Linked DNA regions of Oryzias latipes: region 2 is linked to region 1. The links are chromatin contacts, called in public Hi-C maps. All regions are on one chromosome and are shown on one strand. Each heading gives the region's core, a stretch centred on a gene start, on an enhancer-like site or on the middle of the called end of the contact. The rest is flanking DNA. Distances are from core to core; before and after follow the strand shown.

The links. Hi-C and Micro-C count contacts between places; a contact is called where the count stands out from the background.
Region 2: a Hi-C map of embryo shows a contact between it and region 1, with 1.6 times the contacts expected there. The contact joins two enhancer-like sites. A contact is called at or near these places in 2 of 5 Hi-C or Micro-C datasets (both in embryo).

Annotation. Positions count from the first base shown.
Region 1 is chr11:23,814,047-23,819,523 of ASM223467v1, reverse strand. The region is part of intron 1 of jarid2 (protein Jumonji); the gene reads left to right. Among protein-coding and RNA genes, the nearest start is that of jarid2, 18 kb to the left of the region's middle. Within about 2 kb of position 3,138, at least 3 of the 8 cell types and tissues checked have an H3K27ac peak or open chromatin away from gene starts, as enhancers often do. A contact at or near this core is called in embryo, where this site is marked.
Region 2 is chr11:23,934,511-23,940,057 of ASM223467v1, reverse strand. No RefSeq gene overlaps it. Among protein-coding and RNA genes, the nearest start is that of LOC101169467, 7.8 kb to the left of the region's middle. Within about 2 kb of position 2,882, at least 4 of the 8 cell types and tissues checked have an H3K27ac peak or open chromatin away from gene starts, as enhancers often do. A contact at or near this core is called in embryo, where this site is marked.

The sequences.
Region 1 (5,477 bases), core at 1,889-4,388:
TTATTAACCCGCTCTAGAGAATCTGAGGGTCCGAACGGGGAAGTGAACCCCGAAGGAGGATCCGCCTTCGGTCCCCCGCGCTTCTGACCACAGTCGGAAAGGGGAAAAATAGTCATTGTGGAAAAAGGTTCAACAATACACTTGGCCATTTCGCTGGAAATTTTTTCAGAAACCTCCCATATGCGATAAGAGCCCTGGAGTTTGGCCTGAATAGAGCTGTCACCCCAAATATGAATCAAATCAGTGACCTTGCTTCCCTTCCACCGACTGGTCTCAGCAGCATCTTCCACCATGGTTGATGTTTTCGTTCCCGCCTACTTCAACGCAGAATTATGACATTTGTAGCGTATCGATGACGTACGGGTCAGATTCATGTGGCCTGGCCGTTCAGACGGCGGGCGCATTTCAAAAGATCGGATACGTATCAGATTCAGGACCACATACCCACGTGGCCTGGGTCGCATTTGAAAAGATCTGATCTGTGTCGTTCAGACTGTCATGAAAAGATCAGATACAGGTCGCATAGGGGCAAAAAAAAAATCGGAATTGGGTCGTTTCAGCCTGCAGTAAGGCTTTAGCCATTCCACCGTTTGATGCATTTCCCAACCAATCTCTCCCTGCAGTCATCTTATCATTAATTGGAACCTTGCTCCTTAGAAAACCCTAACCCTGAAGTCTAATTTTTACCAAACCGCCATCCCTCTTGTTTATAATGTTCCCAATTTGTTTTTGTAGACTTCGGCCATTAATTCTGCGGGGTTCAAAAACTCACCCCCTTTAACAAACAGCGACAGCTCAAGATGGGACACCTTGATTGATTATATAGGGCACAGAGGAGCACATAGGAGCTATAATGTACAAGGGATTGACTTTATGTCTATGATCTGGAATGTCGACACAAAGCCACAAAATTCCTACTTGTGTTTAGGACTCACAAAGGCCTCCATTATATGAGAGTATCGCTGCAATTCCAATATGAGTTACTGTTAACTCTGTACTCTGTCCAAACCAGCTGGATTTTTTTTAATTTTTATTTTATTTCTGTTCATAAAAAGCTTGTCAGTCTCATAGCTGTTTAAAAAAAAAAAGCGAGAGGAGTTTGCCCATTCCTCCCGAATGTGCGGAGGGTTTGACAGGGAGTTTGCATATGATTTCCATAAACGAGGGCGCTGGTGTATGAATAGCTTGTCAGACGGACTGGTGTGTGAAGGCGGCTGTCATTCACCGGCAGTGGTGATTGCGCTCAACCTGACCCATTATGGAGGACTAATTGAATAAATAAGCCATGTATGATTATTGACATGAGTATTTTTCCATATGCCATAAATCCACAGTTTTCGATGTGGGGGAAGTTTCCTAGTCCTAGAACATAAATGGAGGCCATCAGCAGAGTGATTTTCCTTCCTTTTCTCTTTGTTCTTTTTCTCTCCTGCATTTTCTTTGGTCTTTCTTGCTGGTAGGTGCCATCAATGCTGCTTTTGTTGGGCCTCAAACAGTAACGAGGGGGCTCATGAGACCCTCTAACAATGGACACAAGCCCCCCCCGCATGAGCTGCCAGAGTTGTCTGTGTTGGTGTGTAATGCTTGGAAGTGAAGGATAAACCCTTTGTGTGTTTGGGAAACACCTTCAGTTTCCTCCCCTGTACTCACCTGTTTTAGTCGCAGGTGTTCTGGCGGTTTTGCACCTGCAACTCCAAAGCTGTGCCCCAGTGGGTTTTGAGTGGGTTCTGACATTGCAACAGCTGCAGTGTAACGTTACACTTGGCCACCGATTTTTCTATTAAAGTTCCTTCTGGAAACTACCTTAAAGTACGCTTTTAATTAGCTGCTCGTTAGGAGTCGCTCAAGGACTTTTCACATTCAGCACAACAAAAGCTGCTTGGACTCGGCTGTTGGTTGGCTTTGGATCTGTGTCCGCCCACGGTGTGTTAATGAACAATCCAATTCATTTCTTGAAGAAAATGGAGCAGTAGTGCTACGGTTGGGTGCTGACCCTGTCTTCATTGACTATGTTCAGGCAGTTTTTCTTCACCAAGAAGCTTTTTCTTTTGTGTTGACATGATGGTAGATCAATGTGTATTGAGTAAACAGAATTTAGCTATATAATCGTCTTGATTTCAGCTTAAAATGTAAAAAGTTCTGGTTTATTTCTTGAATTTGACCCATCCCTTTATGGACGGCTGAGCTGTACGTGTGGTTAGTACTTTATACAAAAAGCTAGAGGTTTTATTTTTAAGAAAAACAATATAAAGTTGCAGTGTTTTCAAAAAAGGGAATTTCTTTCCATTCAGTTTTAAGCTCATTGTATTTTTTAGAACTTTGACAATTTCTCTAAGGTTTCTGTTGAATTTCACTGGCTTTGAGGAAATCTTTGATTACAGCGGCTGAAAAATGTTTTGAAGCTGCTCTCGGGGAGCCTTCCTGGCTTTCATCCATCCTCCCATTCTATTCTTATCACGTATACAAACACACAAGATGGCTGCTGGAGCTGGCTGTTAACACCTCCAGCCTACACAAGGGGCATCTTTTTTTTTTTTTTTTAACTGCTGTCTCATTACTGCAGAAAGGGAGGGGAAATGGCGAGGTTGGCGGGGGCCTGTCCGGGTCCTGAGCATGCACTCCTTGAGAGCGGCGGGTTTTCCATTTGCCTCCCGTGCAGAGTTTATGTTAAGTGTGCTCAGTGTTTGCCTCTGAGTGACGGTAGAGAAGTAGGTCAGCAGAGACCCCGTTCAACCCGAGCTGAGCTGATAATGCTTGATGAAGTGCACACGCGTGTGTTTGTGTTTGTGCTGGCGTTTGCGAGTGGGCATGTGTGGCAGTGTGTAGTTTGTTTCCTTCCGCCACAAGCCAGTCTGACCTGCCCCAGCTTCAACAGAACCATGCGGCTGCGTGTCTCAAGCGGGGGAGTGTGGGTGACGGCTGAAGAGCCTTTTAGTTGGAATGAACCTCTGTAAAATAGAAAGTTTCTTGTGGAAGGTTGGGAAAAACAGCAGCTTGTAAGGAAAAGTGGAAAGGAAAATAACTATTCATGTCTCTCGTACTCATTTCACAGCTTGATGCTGTTGTCAGGGGATGGCTGAGCTGCTCCACCCCCTTTTCCTCCGACGAGTCAATCCACTATCATATTCCTTACCATTCTGTCTTCTGATTGGTGGGTTTACCTCTCAAAGGAATGAAATGGGACTGATGTGGGACTGGAGCAGGAAGGAAAGGGTCTGAGTCTCCAGCAGGGGTAAAGTTAGACCTCTGCATGCTCATCTGGTTGTTGTTACCGGTTTAGAGGAAAGGAGTGGTAAGACAAAAGCATTCCAACGAATAAAATAATTACTTTTAAACAAAACATTTAACATAAGCCTGTTATTTTATGGGCAAAGGTAGCTTGTAAACAAAAGGTTTAGATGATGCTTTCTAAAGGTCACTTTCTGTTTGACATGATGATGTTCAGGGAAGGAAAAATATCTATCCTGTATTTTATTCGATCTGGGGAGGAAATAATCCTATTTCAGAACGCAGGAGGTTTGTACAAATGCCAGAGAACGAACAAATGTAAGGACCTTGGCAGCATGTAAAAGCGATTGCTGCTCCCTCTTCCCTCCTGGGTATTATCATAGCTGAGTGTCTAATGGGAAGTGAAACCAGAGCTCTGTAAATGTGCTGTTAAGGTCTCTAAGCTCTATTTTTGGTTATGATGTACACTATGAAAGAGCTTCATTAGTTTCAGCCAGGATGTGGAATAAAAAATACTGTAGAAAGCAGTTATTAGATCAGATTTTAGCATTAGTTCATGATGGAAATTGTTGAATTGAAATGATGCCTTTTCCTTTGGTTTTCCAAAAGTGTTATTGTTAATATTGTTATTGTAAAAATTCCAGCATTTTTCCACAACAAAGCAATTGACTCTTATTGTTAAACCAACAACTATTGGATAGTTTCTTCGCGTTTGCGTTCAAGCTCTGGTAACCGGGTTTTAGTTTGTCAAAACTGCCCTCAAACAAGAGCATTGCCTCTCTATTTGCAGGTCAAACTCGCACCACATCGCGTTCAAACACAAATTATACATCTCTTAAAGTCACCGCCGACACCTCCACTACTATAACCCTTTAACACATGTGATGTTGCCAGTGACGCCTAAATAACACACTCTATGATGTACCACAGATGTTTGACTGTTTACGCAATCAACTTGAAGAAGGTGATTCTGACAAAGTAAAACGGTGAGCAAATCTGCTTTGCAGCGATATAACGATTTACTGGTATGTTACTAAAGTGTTCCGTAATGGCGCAAACTCGCATTTCTACACAACAGAATACGCTAATTTATGTCAACTGCACAAACGGCTCACTACTGTAAACTGTTGCATGTCAGGGTAACGCTGCTTTTCTCCGCTTCAGAATCTGCTGGAATAACTTAAATTGCGGTAGAAGAGTTACAATAGACGAAAGAATATCAACACTGAAGCTAAAGCTCCGATGTTAAAGGGCTAAAGATTCGTCTTCGTGTCGTTCATCCACCTTCTTGTTTGTTTTTTTGTTTAGTCAAAAACCAAGTGTGGTGCATCAGCGACTTTTGTGTTTAGAAAAACCTTTTAAACTGCCTCAAACCTGATTGAGATGTCAGTTATTTGGAATTTTCTGATAAATATATGAACGTTGGCTGAAGAAAGCTCTTTAAATGTACCCGTTACTGTTGTGTTTGGGGTTAGCCGCTTAACTGAGTTCATTCATTCAGGCTGTTTTTCCAATCAGGCTGTTTTCCTATCACAGATAATGTCTTTCAATGGGTATTTATCATGTCTGTTCTATCCGAGCTTAAACTGTCACTGACGCTAAAAAAACAAGCAGAAATCCCCGCGTTTTGGGTAAGTTGGAACAGACCGGAGACATAGACGCAGCTGGAGTGTTTTTCTTTTCTTTTTTTCTTTTTCTTTTCTGAAATGACACAGCCACCACAAACCACAGACTTTCACTCTCTGAAGAGTAAGTGTGGCGCATGCTTTGGCAGCGCCGTAGCACCGGGTGGCTACTTCTAGCCAAAATCTTAAAGAGTTAAATGGTTACATCCAACTCTGATGGGTCCTGCAGGAAGTGAATTATTTAATAAGAGAAGCCTGGCATGCAAAGACGGAGGATTTCCCAAGTGGTAATGGGGAAGCCATCATCTCAGCCTCCTGCGGTTTGGGCAGTCAGAGCTTTTTGAAAACGGCAGATATCGAGACGATGGTTGTGTTTTTATTGAAAAAGTGAATGTTTTTTCCGAGGTAAACCCCATGATGAGTGTTTATTAAGGAAACGGCTTCAGTCAGATGCGATTCTATCATAAAAGACCTCTGCACATTGTCATCTTTACACTTTCCCCTTCTCCACCACCGCCTTTTTTCTCCCCATCTACACTGACAGGAAGGCTACCTGATTTACAAATAAGTTTCATTCTGACACAGCTGACAGGAAGAGCCTCTGTCACCCATGATGATCAAAAG
Region 2 (5,547 bases), core at 1,633-4,132, 120 kb before region 1:
AGAAACAACTTCCCTTCAGGCATCAAGATGGTTTGTGTTGAAGGGCACAACGTGGCCTCACTTTACACACATGGCTTATTGTGGTAAGCGATTTAATTCAACTACAAGTCTAAATCCAGCTCCACTGGAGGTGGTCCGTTTACGGCATAGAGAGAGGAGATGACTACAAGGAGATGAAGGCGTCTTCTCAGTGATCCAACATCTTAACAGGAACAGACAAACATCCGGGGACGGTTACTCAGATGGCATGAGTGCCACGTTTGAGGCAGGAAGAACAGCACAAAAGCCGGCTGATTCATCTATTTGCACTGTTCTGCTCCACTCACTCTGTGATTAAAGAGAAGGAACACACACACACACACACACGCACACACACACACACACACGCACACACACACACACACCCACACACACACTGAAGTCCTGGAATTCAGGTCGTATTAAACAGACATCACGGTGGTACTTTGGCATAAGCAGAGATGAAGGGTTGCCCTTGGATCACACTGAGTCATGAAACACAATCAGACTGAACAAAATGAAACACAGGCTCAGTGGAAGTTTCAAATTAGGACATTTTAAACCATTCTAGACCACTATTCTTGCAGGAAACTTCTATTGAAGTCACTATTTATATTTGTGCTACAGTTTAAAGACCCACTCTGATGTGAAGTGGTTGTGAATCTGGAAAAACTGCCATTGGAAAAAGCTTGTAGTTGTGACGTTGAAACTGGAACGGGTAACCACACGCTCCCTGCTGTGCTCCATTCTGATGCATCCACTTGCAGACGACTAGATCCGTGTACGTCTTTGTTTTCCTTGTCTGAGCTGGCATATTGCTCAAAACTGTACGACTGTATAGCTCCAATATTACTCACCATTTTTGTTGCACTGCTAATGTTACATTGGGTTTTCCACAGCTTTAAGCTAGCAGGGAAGTGTGTAAACTAAGGGATGATGGGACGTGGCACAACTCGGAACCTAAGTCTAATGAACTCCTGCCACTCTGCAGAAACTATGTCCTGGAAAATGACAGGTTTTTGGATTTTGGCTAAAAATGGTATAAAAGTCCACTGGGAACAATTTCAAAACAGATCAAAAGGTGATCAGAGTAGGACTTGAAAGTTAAAAAAAAAGTAGAAGAGAACTTTAAAATGATGCTCTTGAGTTCAGACACGTTCTAGTTGGCCTTTAAAAACTAACAACATGGAGGCTCACAATTTCGTATAAAATCAATAACCTACAAGGGAGAAGCTCAGTCAAGGAGGAAACCTAAACCGCTCACTGACAGACCTCAGTCCAAATTTGAACCTGGGTTGTTGGAGTTGTACAAATATTGTGTGTCTTGGAGTGAAATAAATGACTTTATAAAAAGGTGTTTTTGTTTCTGCTATTCTGCTATATGTTTCTGTTTCTGTATTTTTGAGTATTTGTCATAAAGGCAAACTGAATTTTTCTCCTCTATTGTTTCAAACTTCTGACTTCTTATATATATATATATATATATATATATATATATATATATATATATATATATATATATATATATATATATATATATATATATATATATATATATATAACTTCCCTTTTTAGATGTTTTAATAAAAAAAAACAAGTTAGCTGTAAGTTAAAGGACTTAAGCTGTGCATTTTCATGTTTTATTCATAGCTGTTTTTTTTTTAGATCTTTTTGGGTTTAATGTTTACATTTATTTTAACTTACTCCTACTTTTCATTTGCATTTATGTGGATTTCTTTAAAGTTCGACTCCGATCATCTTTTTATCTATTTTAAAAGCGTTCCCAGTGGTTTCTTAATTATCAGAGTGGGTCTGTAAGTATTTTCCTTCTGTTTAAGTCCTCTTATTTAAGTGCCAAGGTGATTTTAAGGTGCAGCACTAAGGGTCAAAAACACAATCTAACTAAAATAGATTAGGTGTCATTATTATCCAATGCAGTTGAGATCATTCCAAGATGGCCACTTTGTTTTAACTGTATTTTTGTATACAAAAAATCGACTTATATTGAAGAGTTGTGGGTGTAATCTCTGTACTGAGCAAGCAAAACGTGACAGTGAAGAGAAAAAGTTCCTCTAAATAAAGAAGGACAAGAGAAACCTCTAGCAGAACCAGATGTGAGCTGTTGGCAGTTTGAGAGGACATCTTTTTTAAAACAAGAAGTAGACACACCTTTAATCACATTTTATTGGGTCGAAAAAAAAAAAAATCCAACACACACATAATAGAGTTGCCACCACCTGAGGGTGCCATCGTCATACCAGCCCTCGCAGATGGACATGTGCTCAGGCACGTACACAGGCCTGCATTAACTCATTGTCTGGATCTCTCTTTTACTGCGCCACTTCTCAGACTAGCGGCCTGCTTACTTTCCGTCTTGCGTGAGTTGCAAAGACTTTGTGATTTGTGAGAATCTTTTGATGTGCAAAGTGGGAGAGGCCTGCAGCCTGATCTGGCCTTTGTCCCGGTGTCACCAAAGCTTACAGGGCAGTGGAGGAAAGTGAGAGAAGCGCTTCTGCAAAAGCAGATCATTTTTAATGGAGCTTGGATTCACTATAAAAGGTGAACGCCTGGAAAAAAAAAAGACTTTTGGAGGCAGAAAATGCTTTTTGCGGCATTGTTGTTTATTTTCATGAGTTCTATCCTACAAGATTTTCAGTAATCTTCCTGATAAATAGAAGATTCCCGTGTTCCTGCCTGATTCAGCATCTGTTCTGATCCTTCAAACACCTCCTCCGTCCTCCAACGCACTTTTCTTCTCAAGAGAAATGTAGAGCCACTACTCATTTGCTTCTTCTGCCTTCAGACTGAAAACATCAGCCATCTGGTCGAGGGGTGAAAGGTCAAACCTCAGGCTGGTAATGAGGGTGGCGTCGCTAGGGGGATGTAGAAGTGGTTTTGTGTGTGCGGGCCTCACTGAGCGTGCCTGCTTCCTGAGAGAGCGCATTAAACATTAACAAGTCCGCTCTGCACGTCCTGAGGAAAGACAGAAGAGAGAGAGACGGTGTTTTCACACAGTGACTTTAGGCGCAAACATATGCAGGTGGATGCAAGAATGCAGACATGTCGCACAAGCACGGAATCCTGGAATGAATGTGGAAACACATTTGCCTCCAGTCACTGTGGCTGCAAAAAGCTTTTCTTGTTTATTGATTTGGCCTTCCTACATCCCATCTATCAATAGCTTTGGTCAATGCAGGGAAGGAAAAAAATGCATAAAGACAGCTGGTGTGACAAAGGAGCATGAGTGTGTGTGTTCTCCAGCATTTTCTTTCACCGGAAACACTTGATCCAACACATTTAGTACATTTGGTTCAGTTGTTTTTCACTAGGCTAAATGAGCTCCTCCTGACTTATACTGCAGCATTTGTGGCTCTAAAGCAGGGGTGTCAAACCCATTTTCACAGAGGGCCACATCAGCATAGTGGCTGTCCTCAAAGGGCCAGATATAACATATACATGTACCTAAATGTAATGAAAAATAAACGTAACTTTCTTAATGTTATATAACTCATTATCTATTTATTATAACTTTTTAAGAGACAATTAAAGTTGCATAGAAAACATAAGTTTGCTTGTTACTCTAGCATAAATCCTTTTAAATTTGATTCTGTCAGGTTAGGTTATATGGACAGTGTTTAAGTCCTAATGTATAGTTGCCCAATCTGATATTTCAAGTCTGATTCCCCCTACATATAAATAAATACATACCAATTTTTATTTTAAGAAATTAAAAACCTTTATGCTCTCGCGGGCCACATGAAATGACATGGAGGGCCACATTTGGTCCCCGGGCCTTGAGTTTGACACATGTGCTGTATAGGAACTTCAGCTGTTAGAGTTGTCAACCCAGCCCCCCCTTTCTCTTGTTGATGTGGGTCATAAACTCTTTCACCAAACATCAAGTGCATATTTTATTCATTTTCTGTTGTTGCAGATTAGTTGACATGGTTGATAAGGTGTGGATATTTCTGGTTTGATTAATGACGTGTTAAGGGACTTTCTTCATCATTTTGTATTCGTCCATTTGGACGACATTTTGATTTTTTCCAGAGACCTGGACAAACATAGGCGACATGTTTGTCTGGTTCTCCAGTGGTTGCTAGAGAATAAACTATATGTCAAGGCAGAGAAGTGCCAGTTTCACTCCCCCTCTGTTTCTTTCCTGGGCTTTGTGATTGCAGGCGGGGAGGTGAGGCCAGATCCGGCCAAGGTGAGTGCAGAAGCTAATTGGCATGTCCCCACTTATCGTAAACAGCGTTTCTTGGGTTGTGTTTCCTTCCTTCGTCACTTCGTCTGTAAGATAAGATAAGATAAAACTTTATTCATCCCACAATGGGGAAATTCTTTAAACAATGGGGAAATTCTCTGTAACTTCAGCGCTCCTCCGCCGGCATCATAGATGGTCAGCCAACCTACACTGGTCGATGCCTGCTGGATGCCAGACGGCGGGGCAGGGGTCTTCCATACTTTGTGGACTGAGAGGGTTATGGCCCTGAGGAGAGGTCATGGACCCAGCCCTCATTCGTGAGTTTCACCGCCGCCACCTGGGCAAGCCTGGCGGTGCACCCAGAGGTGCCTCTTGAGGAGGGGGTACTGTCATCTTAATGGGTGCACCTGTACTTAATTGTCTCATCCTTCCATGATCCCAGTGTTCCCTCCACTTGTTTGCCAGATCATGTTGTTTCCAGTGTTCTGTTCAGAACAGAGGAGAGGTATCTGCATTTGGAACTTGCCAGTTTGTGTCCAATTTATGTGGAACTTTAGGAAAATATATGGACCACAAAGCTCCATTCTGTCTAAATTAAATAGATTGAATGCAATTACAAAATAGAATAAAATAGATTTAGTTTTTGCATTAATGCATAATACAAAAGATCTATATTAAATGTAAATATTACAGCTGTCTGGGATCTTTTTAGGGTTAGAAATGAATCTTAAAGTAACTTTAAAGCTCCACTATGATACAAATTGTTTATTGGGTGTTCTGGACATGTTCTTGTGGTATCTTTCTCATGATGTAGGAGATATATAAAGAAAATTTTAATTGCATTTCTGAGTATTTCTATATTCAAATTATGATGAATCATGAGCAGACGAAAGAAACATTATTTGAAAAAGAGCTTATTTGTGATGTAGAAAAAAAACTTTTCACTTTGAGAAAAAAACTTTTAGAAACAAACCACTCTTTGTCTCTTGGATGAAGTTGTTTTTGCTGCATCACTCACTGTTTTGTAGCCTGTACCAAGCTGAGCCATCGCTGTCTCTAATGTCTGACACCATTTGTTTTTTTTTTCTTGTCAGACAGACTGTGTGTTGTGACTCAATGTGACAAGGAGAAAGCAGTTTGTGAGACACGCAGAGGAGCAGAATCAGCATCTCAGCTTCTGAGTCACTTTCGAGCACAGTAAAGGTAGCTCAACTTATTGTTGCTCACATAGGAAAAAAGTTGCAAGAATAGTTTAAACAACTCTAACCTTTTTGTTGGTTTTTTTTTGCTAAAATTATGTTCCACTGGCGTGACAATTTTTT